2 separate regions of the Cricetulus griseus genome follow, and region 2 is linked to region 1. Evidence: chromatin contacts called from public Hi-C data. All regions are on one chromosome and are shown on one strand. The core of a region is the stretch at or near the end of the contact, and the rest is flanking DNA. Distances in the headings are between cores, read along the strand shown.

The links. Hi-C and Micro-C count contacts between places; a contact is called where the count stands out from the background.
Region 2: a Hi-C map of fibroblasts shows a contact between it and region 1, with 5 times the contacts expected there. The contact joins two enhancer-like sites. A contact is called at or near these places in 3 of 8 Hi-C or Micro-C datasets (the CHK-Q cell line, the CHO-K1 cell line and fibroblasts).

What each region holds. Positions count from the first base shown.
Region 1 is chr4:87,130,263-87,133,114 of CriGri-PICRH-1.0, reverse strand. No RefSeq gene overlaps it. Among named protein-coding and RNA genes, the nearest start is that of Rfc3, 100 kb to the left of the region's middle. Within about 2 kb of position 1,499, at least 4 of the 6 cell types and tissues checked have open chromatin away from gene starts, as enhancers often do. A contact at or near this core is called in the CHO-K1 cell line and fibroblasts, where this site is marked.
Region 2 is chr4:87,228,175-87,231,026 of CriGri-PICRH-1.0, reverse strand. No RefSeq gene overlaps it. Among named protein-coding and RNA genes, the nearest start is that of Rfc3, 6.5 kb to the left of the region's middle. Within about 2 kb of position 1,401, at least 2 of the 6 cell types and tissues checked have open chromatin away from gene starts, as enhancers often do. A contact at or near this core is called in the CHO-K1 cell line and fibroblasts, where this site is marked.

The DNA.
Region 1 (2,852 bases), core at 250-2,749:
TGTGCCTTACCCACCCAGCTCTTCTTCCACGTTGACTCTCCCAGTTATAAACTATAGTGAACAGGCTTCTTAAAAGCCTTCTAAATTTGAATGCTTCTGCAAGTAGGAAAACCACTGCTGGACCAAAAACGCCTAGTGACAAGTGACAGTGACAAATGTCCCCTTCTAAGGGACATTTCACTGATTTGCACTGTGTGTCTTCATATACAGTATTGAAAACAATAGCTAAGAATGCTTCAGGTCTAAAAAAATCTGGATTTTTCAAACATGAATTCTTAAAGAGAAATGGCATGTTGATTTTCTAACTTTGGGGTGTTGTGCCCAAGTCACAAGGATCCCCCAAGGAGACCAGGGTGACAGACCACCGATGCAAATGCATCAGGTTTATTAAATTGTTTATCCTACACCTCGGGAGGGACCCTGTCTAGCAAGCTAACATAGCAGCCTCCAGAGGGGGTGAAGTTCTCTGTCTATTGCTAGGTTTTAAAGACAAAAGTAACAGGATTCCATCAGGAGTGATGGGTTGATTTCTGATTGGTTGACATTTGGGGAACAATCAAGAAATTTCTCAAAGTCATATTTTGGCATGAAATACCTGTGTACCAGGTATTCTCATTGGTCAGTGCGGAGAGGGAACATTCTGTGGTTTCTATGGCTTTGTCTTGTTACTTTCAGGTGGCCTGTTGTTCATAGATACTAATAGTTTTCAGAACTGTATCCTGGACACTATAGGGGAGGTATCGGTCTCCCCTGGAGTTTCTTTTGTGGCCAAACAGTTCCCAGGAACCAAGTACCTACGAGGTTGGGGGAGCGGGGAGGAGGGTCTGGAGTTTCTTCGTGTTTAGTTTTGGCCCTAGGCTCCAGGAGGCCAAAGGATCTAGAGTTTCCTTGTGTCAGAGGCCTACTTGTCTTTTCTGTAGCCTGTCATGGCTGCTAAAGCAGGCAGCTGAGTGAGGGTCTGGTCCCTTTATTTTTAAATTATTATAAGTGAAGCCTTTGAGTTTAGTTTTCCCCTTTCAGGGGAATTTTATTTAAAGGAGATAAGCCATGCAAATATAGTGTATACTCCACATTTCTGAGCTAAACCTGGTGAGACTGTCTTGTTTTAAAACATCTATTAATTTTTCTAATTTTCAATCCCCAATGTTGCTCGTTTTCGCAACACCCACTTGGAAGGAAGCAAAAGCTTTTTACAGCACAGGCTAATGAAGGTACGAAATAGAGTCATCTCTGTAAAACGAAAAATGGAGGACCTCGGTCCACTCAGAGTGAACCGAAGAACACAGGCTGCGGCCCGGAAATGAGGAACCAGAGAGCAGAACAAAAGGAAACGGGAACTGTGTTCCTGGGGCTTGAAATCACGGGAAAAAGCCGACTTCCTGCCGCCTGAGGACCGTTCCACATCGGGACTCCAACTGTTTCCGTTCGGAGTAACCGCAAAACCCTTCCCGCGCGGGAACTCGTCAGGGGCGGAGTCTGAGGTCCCGCCCTTCTGGCGGAGTGCGTAAAGCCTACCCGGGGCCGCGGCGTCTCTGGAAGGTTCGGAGGGGAGGAAGCGAGCCCCTCCGCCGCAGGAGGAACACGCGACGCCAGATGGCGCTGCCGCACCGAGAGCCAGAGCCTGGGCCTCAAGGGAGATGGGAAGAGGCGCCACCGGAAGTGCGCATTCCCGTCCCGGATATTAAGCCTTCTGGCATGTTCCCGCGCGAGGGCGGGGCTAAACCGGAACCGGACTGCCAGCGCCAGGCCTCGGCGCGGAAGAGCAAGGCGGTGCACCCTCGCAAGCTCGGACTTCCGACGCGCGCGCCGCGTCTCTTGGCGGGAGCGCGAGGGGCGGGGCGTCCGCCGCGCTTGCGCACTAGAAGGGCGTTGGTGCGGAAGGCCCGTGGTTGTTTCTCCATCTTTGATCGCTGACTCGCCCCGTCGGGCGGAAATGGAAGTGGTGTCGGAGTAGGTTTTTGTTGGTTTGTTTTGCTGCTTCCCACCCATGGGGGTTGATTTCTGGCTGTAAGTTCCGCTTCTGGAAACCTCTGCAAAGTTAGCGGTGTACGAGGCGGCCCCGTGCTGAGTTCCTCCCGTGCCAGCCGCGGGCCTGTCGCCCCCGTCTCATCTCCCACTCGCATAGGCGCCTCCTGGCAGCCGCGGGCGTCGTCCAAGGCCCCGGAGAAGCACTTGTCTCGGCCCTTGAAAGCACGATTCGGGTTTTACTTTCTGTTTTCGCCAGGGTGTCGGTGGCGTGGCTTTGCACACAACAGTTGGTTAAGGAAAAGCCGCCAAAGGCCAGCCCCGCCCCTTCCCCACGTCGGCAGTGTCCGTCCGGTGACAACTTCACCAGAGTGCCTGGGCTTTTGTTTTGGTTTTGGATGTATCTTGAGGATAATGCGGAAAGTAAAAGCCGCGTGACTCAGTGTCCACCTTTTATCTCAGGCTAAGGGACAGTTCCCCAAAGCGCCCGGTTTTCTCATAAATCTGTTTTCAGCCTTTGGTAAACAACGTTTAGGAATTTCAGAGATCCATGCTCTCAGTGGCTTAGTAAAAACAACGTTCTTTACTTTTTTAAAAAATGCACTTTATTTTGCTCGTATTTCCAACCCCACCTCTTTGCCGCCTTCATCCCCAGCCCCTCTACAAAGTCAAAACAAACACAAAAATAATAAAGCAACGCGCATGTACATGCACACACACACACACATACACACAGAATTTTGTGTTGGCCACCCGCTTCTGTACATGGAGACTGTCCTAGAGTATGGTTGACATACCCCGTGACACTCCACTGGAGAAAATTGATTTCGCCTTTCCTGTCAGCTACCTACTGTAAATATCTATTGGTTAGGGGTGGGACTTGTGTT
Region 2 (2,852 bases), core at 152-2,651, 98 kb before region 1:
AGCTGATAGACATGTCCTACTCACTAAATCCCATCCCTGGACTGCCCCAGGTGTGGCTGTGCCTTTGTACCTACGTTTGAACATTTTGTTGCAACTGTATCACTGAGTGCAACTAGAGTTTAGTATAGTATACTGGAGAAACAGAAAGAGCATAGATATGTTGCTATCACTAACTTTGACTTTGATTTTGCTTCTAGAACATGAAGTAGCCAAGGTTGTCACCAGTGTTGTTGGGGTCAGAACTTGGGCCTTGGAAGCCCTAAGATAAGGCTTGGCAACCTGTTCTCAATAGGCCAATTATAGGGAAAAATAATAGTAAAAGCAGAGAGAGGTTTATATGGCCACAACTGGGAAGAGGAGCAAGAAGTTAGTAATGCCTCCTCCCCTCAAGTCATCTTCAAGTTATACACTTGAGGCTTAGGTCTAAATAGAAAGGCATTTTTAAAATTAGTGATTAATAGGAAGGGTACAATCCATTGTGGGTGGTGCCATCCCTGGGCTGGTGGTCCTGGGTTCTATAAGAAAGCAGGCTGAACAATCCATGAGGTGCACTCCAGTAAGCAGCATCCCTCCATGGCCTCTGCATCAGCTCCTGACTCCAGGTTCCTTCCCTGACTTCCTTCAATAATAGATAATGTGGAAGTGTAAGCCAAACAAACCCTTTTCTCTCCAAGTTCTTTTGGTCATGATGTTTCTTTACAGTGACAGTAACCCTAAGATAGAAGTGATATATCTGTCAGCCCAAGAATTCCCCAAGACGGCCAGCTAACCACTGGAAGCCAATGAAGAGTATGGCAAAGGACTCTCCCAGCCTTCAGAAAGCAGCCACCTGCCTGACACACTGGTCTAGATGCTTAGGTTTCTGCCATCCATGACTATGAAATAACAACTGCTGTTGCTAGAGCCAACTAGTTCATGGTACTTGCTGACAACAACCCCAGCAAGCTACTACTTTCCTGGTGACTCAAAACAATCTCACTACAGTCAATGCTAAAGAATGGTGAGTCAACACGGAGGTGTCCTTTCTTCCTATACCCTTCCCCCGTCTCTATCAAAGATCTTTATCAAGCAAATTGAGAGGTCAGAGACAGGGTAAAGGACGAACATCATCTATTCATCTATCCACACATGTAGATCTTTTTTCCCACCAATATTTCTTTGGGATTCAGACATCAGACTCTTGTTAACTTCAAAATGTTTTCCACATCAATTGAATGACAGCACTTGTTTGGTGGTGGTCAAGAAAAATAGAGCCAAACTCATGTATTCAGGATGAACAATGAGAAAATCTGGCTGACCTTCAAAGCAACATTCTTGGTAGCAAAGGCTATTATTGTTCAAAGAGCTTCCCAGGGAATGTCATAATAATTCCTCAGACTGAGTCACAAGAAATTTTCCTGGACCGGACTTTGAATAATACACTTTTGGGAACAATCTTAAATTATAAAGGCGAGTGGGCCGATGACATCACTGTTTCCACAACCATCTTCTGTAACAGCCCCTTGTGGATGCTTCACGATATGGGTGGTCAAATTATAGCCACTGAATGATACAGTGAAAGATGAATCAGAATGCCATGGCTTTTTTCACCCCGCTCCTTTCCCCAAGTTCTGTCCTCTGGACTTCTCAGCATTTTCAGTTAATATCTTCCATTTTTCAGAATTTCCTGCTATTGTGTTTTCACTTAAACTGAAAGACGTGTTAATTAAAAACTAGAAGTGATAGCCAGACTCACACATCTTTGTAGACCCATCGAAAGCTGTCTTTGGGTGCAATCTAGCTGCCAACAGAATATGGCCACAGCCCATATCTCTTTGAGGTGACCTGGTAAGGGCCACTTCACAACACTGACAGAAAATTAACAATGAGTTAATTCTCACAGATTTTCTTTTGAAATGCCTATATTTGTGTGTGTGTGTGTGTGTGTGTGTGTGTGTGTGTGTGTGTGTGTGTGTGTTTAATTACTGAGTTCAGCTTGCTGACAAATTTAAATGGTTTCCTAAGACTATTTCTACAATGTGAGCTGTCATGCTGCATGGATGGTTAGTGGGGGGTGATGTCAGGGCTATTTATTTAATTAGACACGTGATTAAGAATAAGAAAGCTTCCAGAAGACGGTTGCCTTCCATCCAAATTCGTTTATCAGCAAATATTCACTGATTCCCTAACAAACCAAATCTAGATCATCAGGAAGGGTGGACACTTGTCTCTATCCAAGGGAAACAGAGGGTTGCAGTACATAAGATTTCAAATGAGGCCTGTCTTTACCCTCCTCTTTCCATAACAGAGCACAGCCTCCTGAAACATGTGGAACTCCTGTGATTTTTTTCCCAGTCACACTCTAGGGTTCTCTGGCCAAATGGCTACTGTATTAGTTCCTTTTCATCTCTGTGACAATATGAATGAGAAATAACTTAAAGGTAGGATTGATCTGGGCTCAGGTTTCGGGTTGTAGTTTACACACCTGACATTATTTTCAGTTTCATTGTTTGTTGGCTACTGAACTTAAGGTGCATTTATTTAATTTACTTTGGATTTCTGGGGCTAGTCAGACCTCGGTTTCAATACAGGGTGAAGGGTCTGTGTAAAATGATAACAGAGTGTCTAGCAAACATGACTTCCTTTTATTTTGTTCCTTCTAATTCTTTCTCTTGACGGTGCTGGGCACTGGACTCAGCTTCACGTGCATGCATTAGGCAAGCCTCTCCCAATAAACCTGCACCCTATGGCTTTTCGAGTCCCCACGTTCTCACGGCTCCACATCAGTCTGTTTTGCCATGCATTCTCTTCCTTGTGCCTTACACTAGCTCTGACACTTTATAGAAAAGGAAGTTTTGATTTTTGTGAGAATA